Linked DNA regions of Mus musculus: all the other regions are linked to region 1. Evidence: chromatin contacts called from public Hi-C and HiChIP or PLAC-seq data. All regions are on one chromosome and are shown on one strand. Each heading gives the region's core, a stretch centred on a gene start, on an enhancer-like site or on the middle of the called end of the contact. The rest is flanking DNA. Distances are from core to core; before and after follow the strand shown.

Region 1 (3,515 bases), core at 310-2,809:
TCTGTCTACTATGTCATTGTATATTCCTCTGTAGATTAAAGGATGTGGTGTGCGTGCATCTGGAAGCCCTGATGAATGTCAGGAGAAGGCACAGTGACATGGGGAGTAAAGCTGTCTCCTAGTGACACAATTCTGCCTGCCCAAGGTGTTCTTCATGTGCCTGCACTATCACAAGGCAAGTAGAGGAGACCATAGAAAGGGCTAAATATGTATAGCTTCTAGACTATGGCTGCCTGCTATGTCTCATCATTCACCTGAAGAAGAGGCCAGAAGAACCCAGACCCAAGGGTGTACTATTTCATTTCACAGTGCAACTTTGAGTGGCTGGTAGAATAAGTGTGGAGGGTTATCCTAGAAGGATTCTGAGACTACCTTGTTGAAATTCAGCCAGAAAGAATGCTGTGCTATGCTTGATTGCTAATGTCTGTCATAAGCTCTGGGTTGATTAGGAATATATTGAACAAGCCACTCTTAATTAGAAGTACACATCACTATCCCTACACATACTAAAAGGACAAAGTGCTTAGGCATATCCAGTGTACAGGGAGGAAGTGACCCTCCCTTATAAGATATCTTTCTATGCATCCCATCCCACGCACACTGTATTGTCTGGTGTGTGTGTGTGTGTGTGTGTGTTTGCTTGCTGGCTGTTTACCACATATGTGCCTGGTGCAAGTGAAAACCAGGAAAAAAAAAGATATTGGATATCCTGGAACTAGAGTTACAAATGGTTGTTAGCTTTCATGTCTGTGTTAAGAATCAAACCTGGCTCCTCTTCAAGAGTAGCAAGTGATCTTAAAGTGATCTTAAGTACTGAGCTGTCTCTCCAGCTCTTTCCTATAGTTTAAAACTTCTCATGAAGAACTTTCTCACTTACTTAATTGATAAGTGGTAATGGTTAGGTAGTATCAGGTAGATATATGAATCTACTGGTCTTGGGCAATGATGGCTTTGCCACACAGAGTTGCATAAGACAAAACAGCCTGCCCACTTCTATCCCTAATCCCAAACATATGTGTCTAGTTTGCAAGTAGTGTTCAGAATCCATGGACAGCGAGTCAACGAGAAATCAACTGGGTGACTTGCACAAGTCACATCCCATGGAGCAAAGAGAAGTTCAAAGTCTAAGTCTTTGGGTCTCATTTGGGTCCCAGCAAGTCTCAGGAGTACATTGCCTGGGGCGTGGGGCTGTGCAGATCTTTGTCAGAGTCTTTTCTGCTGTCACATTCCTGGGGCTTGGCAGAGAAGTCATCTCAGCTTTGTAACTTCTGACACTTACTTCACATCTTGAAAACGCCCTCATGTTTGTCAGTGTACCATTAACCGAAGCAAGGAACTAGATCTGTCTGCTGAGCAGTGGCATTTGGAGCTAAATTAAAATGCTAACAGGCTTGTATGGTGCCAAGGACTGCATTCTGCAAAGAGCCAGAGACAGGGGCTGAAGCTTAGAGGCCATGCACACCAACACTTTGTGCTACCTGGCCTATGGGAGGCGCTGTAAGCTGCTCGCAGGCAGAAATTGAGACCACACTTCTATGCCTCCCACTCCCGTTCCCTCCTCCTTCTCATTCTTCAGCATGGCTTTTCTTGGAATGAGGCTATGTAAAGTCTGAAGAATCAGCCCCTGGCAATGACTGCTCACAGAAAATATCTTTTTTCCCCTTCTCCCCTCCAACAGTTTATATGACAGCATTACTTTGATATAGACAGTAAGATGCAATTACCCCCCCCCCAGGCTGAGCAAGGAGAGAACTCACCACCAAGAAGAACAATGAAGCAAAACTAAGACATTTGCCCTTAAAACAGAAGGGAGGATGCAGGGCTTGCTGTTCTTGTCACGATGGAGCCGAATGATTCAGTCTACAAATGTCAGGTGCACTGGGGCAATTCTAATCACCATGTTGATCCCTGGGTGTAGAACTTAAGAACAGCACTGTGGGTCAGTTCGAGAGGTCTTTTGGATAAATGGAATTAATAATGTCTTCAAGGATGACTGAAATCCCTAAAATTTGGAAGAGAGTTATGGCTGCATTAAGATCTTAAAATCAAAATGAGGAAGGCATGATGCTTAAAGAAGCCCAGACATCTTGGGAAGTCTTGACTGGTATGTTGAAAGAACAGGTATTAATTATCTACCGCTATTCCAAACACCTTTGAAAACAAGCAAACAAAGGAGTAAATACATCAAATTACACGTTGTGCCATTGTGCATTTATTGAGTCTCAGCCATGAGTATGCATTGATTATCCCGTTGCCATGGCAGAGAGAAATGGTTTCTGGGTTACGATGGCAGCTGCCATATGTTCAGCTTTAAGTCAACTGATTCCAACAGGAGCAGAGGAGGAAACAGGGATCTCTGCGAATGCTCCAGTTAGCTTTGAGCTGTCCTGTCTTGCACAGCAATTAGAAAAGCTGTGTCCTAATAAAGAAAAGCCTCCTCTGGTTGGGGATGGGGGCAGGATGTAACTGGAGTTGCTGGTAGTATTGTTTAGCTGAATTAAAAGCAACAGATACCTCTATGCTTGTGAATTCTGTTCATAACAGAATCAAGAAATGTTTGATTGTAAGATCTAAATCTTGAGTGTGTTCTTAAGTTTGATAGAGTCTGGACCACCTCAAGGAACGTCAGAGAGGATGAGTTGGGCACAATCTTGCCTAAGTTCTCTCTTTTCATGAAACATACTGGGCTGACATTTTTAAGGTCTGACTCAATGTGACAATGTGAAAAATACTGCCAGTTCAGACTCTAATGTCCTCACTGTAAGAACACTAACGAGGGTTTTGAATATCCAGGAGATTTCTTTTTGATGATTTTCCAGTATCTATGAGGAAGTTGGCAGTTTGCTTGCACAGGAACACACTGTTTTCTGGAATCCTACAATATGCTTTATGAAATCACTGCCACAATGTAAATGGTCCTTGAAAGATTCTGAGTCCTTCCAAAACTACCCATCTATGGAGAAAGGACTCTGGATACTGTACTATATCTCCAGTGGCTCTTTTGAATGATCCATATTTTCTTTCCTATGGAAACCTAAAGGAATGCCAGGGTTAGCAGACTCCATTGAGACAGTCTACACAGATGTGACATATTTATCATGGTGAAATGATCTCGCAGCTCCAGATTCTCTGGCTGAGTATTTTCTACACAGACATAATGACAGGGCTGCTTGCGGAGTCAGGGCCTAAAATCACTCACACCACCACTACACATTTGGGGCAAGAGCTGGAACAGACATTCCCAAAGCAATCCTCACAGGGTATTAATGGGCCAATAACACTTTTAGTCTCCTTTGGCATGCAGTAAAACTGTACTAAGGTATCACCATACACCCACTGGATTGGCTCCAACTTGAAAGCTTAGCAATAACAAGGGCAATTGAAGCTATGGGGCATCTGTAACCCCATTTTCAAAGTGACGATACCACTTTGTAAAACAAACAGGAAAGAGCATCATTCAAACAAAAACAGAGAAGTTCAAGTACTCTGACCTGGAAGACACACCCTCAGGTATG
Region 2 (3,515 bases), core at 610-3,109, 920 kb after region 1:
GCAACTTCTAGGACGAGCGTCTTCTTGACATTCCTGAGTGTTCCTAAAATGGCTCATGCTTGCTATCCTGGCTGTGTCTGCTCAGCACAGTTAAGGAAGGTGACAACAAGCTGTCTCTCTGCACACGACACGAGGGATTACAAAGGAGACATCTTTGGCTTCTGGATTCCAGAGTTTTCTCCATGGCCCCAAAATCCCTGCTCTGAGAATGTGCAAGACATCCATGCTCAGGGCTGCCAGGCTGGCCTGCATCTCTTTGCCTCTCCTGCCCTCTAGTGGTCACTCCCCATGCTGATCTTTCCACACCATTTTTTTGCTACTGAGTTTTAAAATACAAAACCTGTAAAGAAAATTCTTGCAAATGTATCCAATGCTCAGTGGAACTTCATCTAGCTTTATATGTATTCGACATATCTATTTCTATATGTAGCTTTAAGATACCTTAAGGCTGGACTTATAGTTAAGTGATAGAGCACTTCCTTACCCAGCATACACAAGATCCCAGGTTTTATTCCCCCAGCACAATAATAATAAACTTACCTGTGCATTCATGTACCAGATGCCAATCCCACAAGCTAGGCCCTCTTCAGGAGAATCACAAGTTCAAGGCCAGTTTGGTCTATATAGCTAGTTCTAGGCTAGCTTGGACTTTAGAAGGAAAACCTAGTGTGTGTGTATGTGTGTGTGTGTGTGTGTGTGTGTGTGTGTGTGTGTGTGTGTGTGTGTGTGTGTGTGTGTGTGTGTGTGTTCTATTTTAAGTGTGTGTGTGTGTGTGTGTGTGTGCGTGTTCCATTTTAAGTATATTTTATAAACTTATTACATGTTATTATATTAACATATTATATATAAATAATAAGTTAAAATGTAGCTTTTATGTTCATGAAGCCCTAGCTAGAACGACTAAGAGTAAAAGTTCTAGTCAAATGTTCAGTGCAGTTGATGGTGCTGCAGAGGATACAGGGGATGCCCTAGAGCGTCCTGAAAGGCATCCTGGGAAAGTGAGAGTGAAAATATGAAGGGTGAGGGACCAGAGCTATGATGGCAAAAAGCCAGGGAGTTAGCAAGTCAAAACTTCTGTGTCCAGGGAGAGTAGGATGAGCTTGAAGAAGGGAACATAGAGCTGTGTGGCTGGAATGTCAAACACTGGAGCCTGGGATGGTGGGAATACAGACGGGAGGACTACACGGTGGTCTTCGTGTGAATCTTTGTCTTTATTAAGATGAACCGTTCATTCTCCCTTTCCTCTCTCCCTTCCTAGCCCCCTCCTTCTTCCTGTCTTCCCTTCCTCACTCTTCTTCCTTTCTCCTTCCTTCTTTGCTTCCGGTTGTAAACCCTGGCTGCCCCTTGGGACCATCTAGTCAAAACCTCAGCCAGCAAGATCATTAGGGCTAGGATGAGCATCTCTGGTTTTTAAGGTCTCCCTGGGTGATTCCAGTGTGTGGCTCCAGGAGAAGCCTCCTGGAGACCTAAGAAAGCCTGAATTGTTCGCTTGCCTTTTCCTCCCTCTAGTGACTGTTCTGTGCTCCTAAATCTGCTCTAAACCTGCAGGCAGATGTTACCTCCAAGAAGGTAAATTCTCCTGCCTGACTCTCCACCAGATAGTTGAAGTTTTGAAACAGCGCCCAGGGTGCTGGAAACCCTCAGACCCCAGCCATCAAAGACCTGCGTGGAGGACAGGGAGCTGTGTATACAAATATGTCCAGCCCGGAAGAAACTAAAAACCCTACAGCCTTTCACTCTTTTTACCCTGCCCCTGGAGGAAGCAGGGCCAGCCCCGCCCACACTTCCTTCTCCCCACCGCACCCCACCCCCACCATCCCTTGCCTCTGTTCCATTCTGTCCCCTAGGTGGTGCCAAAGAGCAGTGAGCCTGTTTTCTGTTTTGTTGTACTTTGATCAAGATTAGATCTCTGTTTTGAAAAAGCCCCACTACCGGCAGGTGGAAGAGGGTTTGAAACTGGACCATAGCATCAGAGGAGAGCAGGTCAAAGCCATTAGTAACGCAATTCTGGTGCGAGGTGATGGTGTCATGGCCGCTCTGACTGTAGCAGAAAAAGAAGAGTCACATTGTAGAGAGTGTTGGCTTCCTGTTGGCTTGCACACAGCAGCCAGCTCAGAGAGGAGAGGGATGCGTCAGGGATGTTTTTAGATTCTTGTTTGAATAAACAGATGGGTGTTGGAGTCAGTTCCTGGGGCAGGGAACAGAGGAGCAGATTTCAGGGGTGGAAAATAAGAAAAGTACCAGGGTGGTTATGAACAAATTCAGGATAATGGGCTACAAGAGCCAGGTCACTGTACTCATTTGTGCAGTAAATAATCCAGGCGTGACGGCAGGTGCCTGGAATACCGTGCTTAGGAGAGATGGAGGCAGGGAAACCTAGCTCAAGTTCATCCTTGGATATATAAGGAAGCTTGAGCTAGAGACCTTGTTTCAAAAACACACGCATCCTCACATGGATACACACATTTTCAGCCCTTCGTAATTATCAGGCACAGATTTAAGCTTTTCTCCTTCGAGAAGTTAGACTGGAGCTCGTCCTCTGGTCTCTGGGTAGGACCCTGCCTTACTTCTGCCAGTTGAAAATCCAACAAGGATTTAGCCAGTTCATTCTCAGAGCTGACCACACAGGAGGCACAAAAACCACAATGTTCCTCTTGACTTAAAGAGTTTGTGTCTCTGGGGAGTTTGTATGTTTCTCTTGCCTTCCTGGCCTCAAGTTTATAATCCTCCTGCCTTAAGTCTTTCCAAGTGGTAGGATTACAGAACACCAAGCTTGGCAGAAGATTCCATTTCTGACCTGCTTTTCTGACCTTGACAAAGTAAACTTTTTCTGAAAGTTAAAAAAACAAACAAAACAAAACAACTGGAACCTAGAAACCACATTCACCTGGGACATGACAGTAAAACTGTTCAGGTCTGAAGAAAGGAAACCCACTGTCCTGTTGTCTCATCCATGAACCACAGGAAATATTTCTCCCTGTAAGTCACAGACCTTAACACAAAAGGGCTTTGAGACAGAAAGGACAGTGGGCTTCATCTCAGCACTTTGGAAGTGACAACAGAAGGAGAGTAAGTTCCAGGCTAGCCTGCTGTACGGAGGAAGACTGTCTAAAACTAAAAAAGACAGGAAGGAAATAAAGTACTGTGAGTAACTGAAGAAGAGAAAGTTCTTGGAGTCCCTGAGCAGCAAAGTCAAAGAGCCAGAAAGGCAAAGAGGAATCAATAGAAACCATCTAGCCAGTCTTTCCCAGAGTGATTTCCTTGGAACACTGCCTCCTAAAGAATACAGAAATTTAAGTGCTGTTTGATATCAGGATTTTAAAAGGTTGGAAAGCCACCTGTGGTTTGTCGAACCTCTTAGAACTTCAAAGTATATACATAGACATTAAATATCAAAAATTTGCTAATGAACCTCCTTACATTCTATGGACCATATATGGCCAAACTCACTTGACCATCTATCTAATACTATCCTTTTAATATGCCTGGGGATATATCCTGACAAAAATATACAT
Region 3 (3,515 bases), core at 738-3,237, 790 kb after region 1:
AGTACCGTGTTATTTTAAGTAGTATAACTTGGTGATATAATTCTAAGTCAGGAAGTGGGATGCATCCAATTTCACTTTTCCTTCTCAGTATTGCTTTGGTTGACTGGAGTGTGTATGTGTGTGTGTGTGTGTGTGTGTGTGTGTGTGTGTGTGTGTGTGTGTGTGTGTGTTCATACACGTGCGCATTTAGCATGTTTATTTCTGGAAGTAGTCCCCTTGGTATTTTGATAAGGATTGCACTCTATCCACCACTCTGGATACTATTTTTAATTTCTCATTGCAAGCTCGATTAGAAGATTCTCTAACATGTTTCAGAAAGCAACAGGAAGTAATGAAAATAAACTTACAGTAGCTGGAATACAGAAAATAAAGAGATAACACCCCTTGATCGTCGGGAAGCACTGATTTCCGAGGAAGGGCTATCGAGTAAAACACAGCTTTGTCCTCATCCAGGAAGGTACTGTGGGTCTTGGCCACACTTTCTATTTATGGCTATGCAGATAGGTTGGCTTTATTTTAAAGATTTTTTTTAAAGGATTCCCTTCATGTTAAAAGAGGTTTGGATGAAATGAATCTGTTAGTCTCCCTAGCTCTAAGATCCTGTGTTTTTATGACAGTAAACTCACTCAAACAGCTGTTGTTTTTTAAATAACTAATTAGCAGTACCATAGTTGGCTACTAAAGTTAATTGAAGGGGGAAAAAAGCCAAGTAATAAATTACTTCGACCCATGTGATTGTTTCCTTGTTATAGAACGACAGTAAGTACTCGGAATGGGGTTGATTTGTTATTAAGATCATGATGATACCTACCACTACTCATTGTTATGCAACAGAAACTTTGCTTGGGTTCCTGCCTTAATCTTCCCTGAGTCCATTAAGTAGATCATATAATTTCCCCCATTTATATGTCAGAAAGGCTCAAGAGGTTAACTGAATTTCCCCGAGATTGTAGATAAGTGACAGAGCCAAGATTTGAATCCAGATTGACTTTATGCCAAAACTTTTGTTCTTCTCCATCATACCATACAGACTCCAGACTTAAGGACAAACTCCGCTCATGGGCACAAGCCAGTTTTAATCTACCCTTTGATGACTGACTGACTGGTTGACTCTTTGACAGATCAAATACCTTCCATGCCAAGCCTCCAATAGGATAAGAGAAACCAATTTTCCCACCATTCTCCACTCTGTACATTTGAATAAGTCTTTGTATTTCCCTGCAGGTATAAGACAATGCTCGTTTAAAAGGGATCAGAGATCCATATTTGTCTTTACCCGGTCTCATCCATGATTCATTTTTAACAGAAGCAAGCCCCTCCTCCCCCTTCCCTCTGCCCGTTCCTCGTACATAGCTATATTGCTTGGCTGACTGCACGGATCCTTTGACAAAGCATGTGTCACTCTCACAGCTAATAGATTGATATGATAGCAAACAAATGTCTTTCCATTTGGAAGAATTTATACTTGAGAAAACACCTTTCCCCCAGGACCCTCTACTTATCCATGAGGATGAATCATGGGGATGGGTACAAGACAATCCCTACAGAGAGGTTTTTCAAAACCAGCTTTGATTGGTTGGCCTTCAGCTAGGTTTTTTTGCTTTTTTTTTTTTTTTAAGCACCTACAAATTAGGCATGCCGATTATCTTTTCAAAGTCTTTCTGGCTTTGTTCATTTTAATGGCAGAATAAGACAGCATTTAGACCCAAACACTTTCCCGGCAGTGTGCAAGCTGGGCCCTAAACATTTACCAAGAAATCGTCCCAGGGTCCAGTCGTCTTTCAAACAGAAACAGTGTTTAGCTACATAGAAATCACTTTAGGACAGAGCTGTTCCAACAGTCGCTGTGCCCACAGAAAAGGATTCTATTTTGGCTAGCAAATACTTGCAAAAAAAAAAAAAAAAAAAAAAAAGCCTTTCTAGCTATCCATGGGAAAGGAGTGAGTGCCCCCTGGTGAAAATGTGGGAAACGCTTCCATATGTTGTTTTTGGCTGGCAAGAAGGTGCAGATGTCTTCACAATAAAAATATACTCGCTGAGAGTGCTCATATCCTTGAGAAGAGCTGGCACCGTTTGCAGGACTGGATCTAAAGGTGACAAAGGCATACAAAGGAAGCAGGACAGAGGGCCTACACCAGAACAGACAAGTTGGAGCCACAGGTGAACCCGAATTTAAGTGTCTCTTTCTGGCTTCACCAAACCTACCCTCCATCTGTCTCCACCCTCTTCCTTGTCCAGGGGAGCCAACCTATAGGACTTTATTATGTATCCCTTGGCCTTCTGCCCTCTAGTCAGGTTTACCCAAGGGGAGGCACTGGCTGGTGATGGAGGAGGAGGTATAGGAAAATGTTTATTCCCAGGCTCCATCCTTCCAGTACATTTGGAAGGTACTGTCTCCCCTTTCCCCTGCCACCACCACTGCCCATAATCTCAGCAACTCCAGACAGCTGTTCTATATAACTTTCTCTTGAAGGTCTGGTGCCCTTTAAGCATATGGTGGTTAGAGCTCCTCACTGTTGCTGGCTTGAAGTACTTCACCATTCTCCCAGAGTTCCCTTCCTGCTACACCCACCTTGGTTAAAACAAAACAAGTTCAGACAGCAAAAATGCACACTGACAACCTTTATCAAGGTACCATCTCCTTTCCAAGTTTATCCTGACTGGTGCACATGCCACGATTTCTATAATATGCCTTTAAAATGCAGGTAGAGTGCTACACGCATAGAAGCTCAGAAGGAAGCTGGAAAGGATGCTGAGGCAGGAGGATTGTGAGTCTGGGGCCCAACTTGGACTGCGTAGCAGGACTCTTATCTCAGACAAATAAACAGTAACAACATACAATATACACAAAACATAAATGCAATAGACATCTAGATTTGTGTAGCACCAGGGACCCCTAAATCTCCCAGTCATTGTAGGCTCCAAATCACCTGGACAGAAGTGAAGTTAAAAAAAAAAAGAAAAAAGTATGGCCAGCTGTACAAAGGTAAGGCAGAAATCTCAGTGGTTTTCAGAGTCTTACTTCCTTCCGTGGCCTGTGACATCTTTAGCTCAAAGTCAAAGCTCTGACTTTGTTTTGAGTAGGACGAAGATTCTGTTTACATTTAGCCTTCACCCATCTCTCCAGGGTGAAGAGAGAACAAATTGTCCTGTCAGGAGAGATCCGTGAGATTAAACAATAGTGTGTTGGCTCTATGGTGCTAAACTGTTGAGAGTAGAGGCTCTGCAGACCCAAGAACAAAAGGACAGCCCCCTGGTCTGTAACCAGGGCACCAGCCCAAGGGTCTGTTCACTGGCAGGAACACACAGATGTAGCTGGACCCTGCCAGTCCTCCACACATCCGGACTTTCTGCATGATTCCATTGTGAGGCTGTCATTCCGGATTGTGCCTGTGAACTCTCTGCTGCTGGGGGTGGAGAGGAGGAGGGAGGAGCAGAGGAGCTAGCATGGCCTTAGGCTTTCAAAGCTGGGCTCCACTCCCAGTCTTACTTCTCCCTTACTGTGTGATGGGGAA

Evidence for each region. A called contact is a pair of places that touch in the nucleus more often than the background predicts. HiChIP or PLAC-seq counts read pairs in DNA pulled down with a chosen protein or histone mark.
Region 2: an H3K4me3 HiChIP or PLAC-seq map of forebrain shows a contact between it and region 1, with 9 times the contacts expected there. The contact joins two enhancer-like sites. A contact is called at or near these places in 1 of 484 Hi-C or Micro-C datasets (embryonic retina) and 4 of 115 datasets of contacts at active chromatin or transcription factors (embryonic basal ganglia, embryonic limb bud, embryonic stem cells and 1 more).
Region 3: a Hi-C map of forebrain shows a contact between it and region 1, with 4 times the contacts expected there. The contact joins two enhancer-like sites. A contact is called at or near these places in 1 of 484 Hi-C or Micro-C datasets (forebrain) and 3 of 115 datasets of contacts at active chromatin or transcription factors (differentiating embryonic stem cells, embryonic basal ganglia and embryonic stem cells).

What each region holds. Positions count from the first base shown.
Region 1 is chr8:89,870,697-89,874,211 of GRCm38.p6, forward strand. No RefSeq gene overlaps it. Among named protein-coding and RNA genes, the nearest start is that of Gm24212, 210 kb to the left of the region's middle. Within about 2 kb of position 1,560, at least 14 of the 459 cell types and tissues checked have an H3K27ac peak or open chromatin away from gene starts, as enhancers often do. A contact at or near this core is called in forebrain, where this site is marked.
Region 2 is chr8:90,793,687-90,797,201 of GRCm38.p6, forward strand. No RefSeq gene overlaps it. Among named protein-coding and RNA genes, the nearest start is that of Gm19935, 22 kb to the right of the region's middle. Within about 2 kb of position 1,860, at least 177 of the 459 cell types and tissues checked have an H3K27ac peak or open chromatin away from gene starts, as enhancers often do. A contact at or near this core is called in forebrain, where this site is marked.
Region 3 is chr8:90,655,939-90,659,453 of GRCm38.p6, forward strand. No RefSeq gene overlaps it. Among named protein-coding and RNA genes, the nearest start is that of Gm35850, 83 kb to the right of the region's middle. Within about 2 kb of position 1,988, at least 20 of the 459 cell types and tissues checked have an H3K27ac peak or open chromatin away from gene starts, as enhancers often do. A contact at or near this core is called in forebrain, where this site is marked.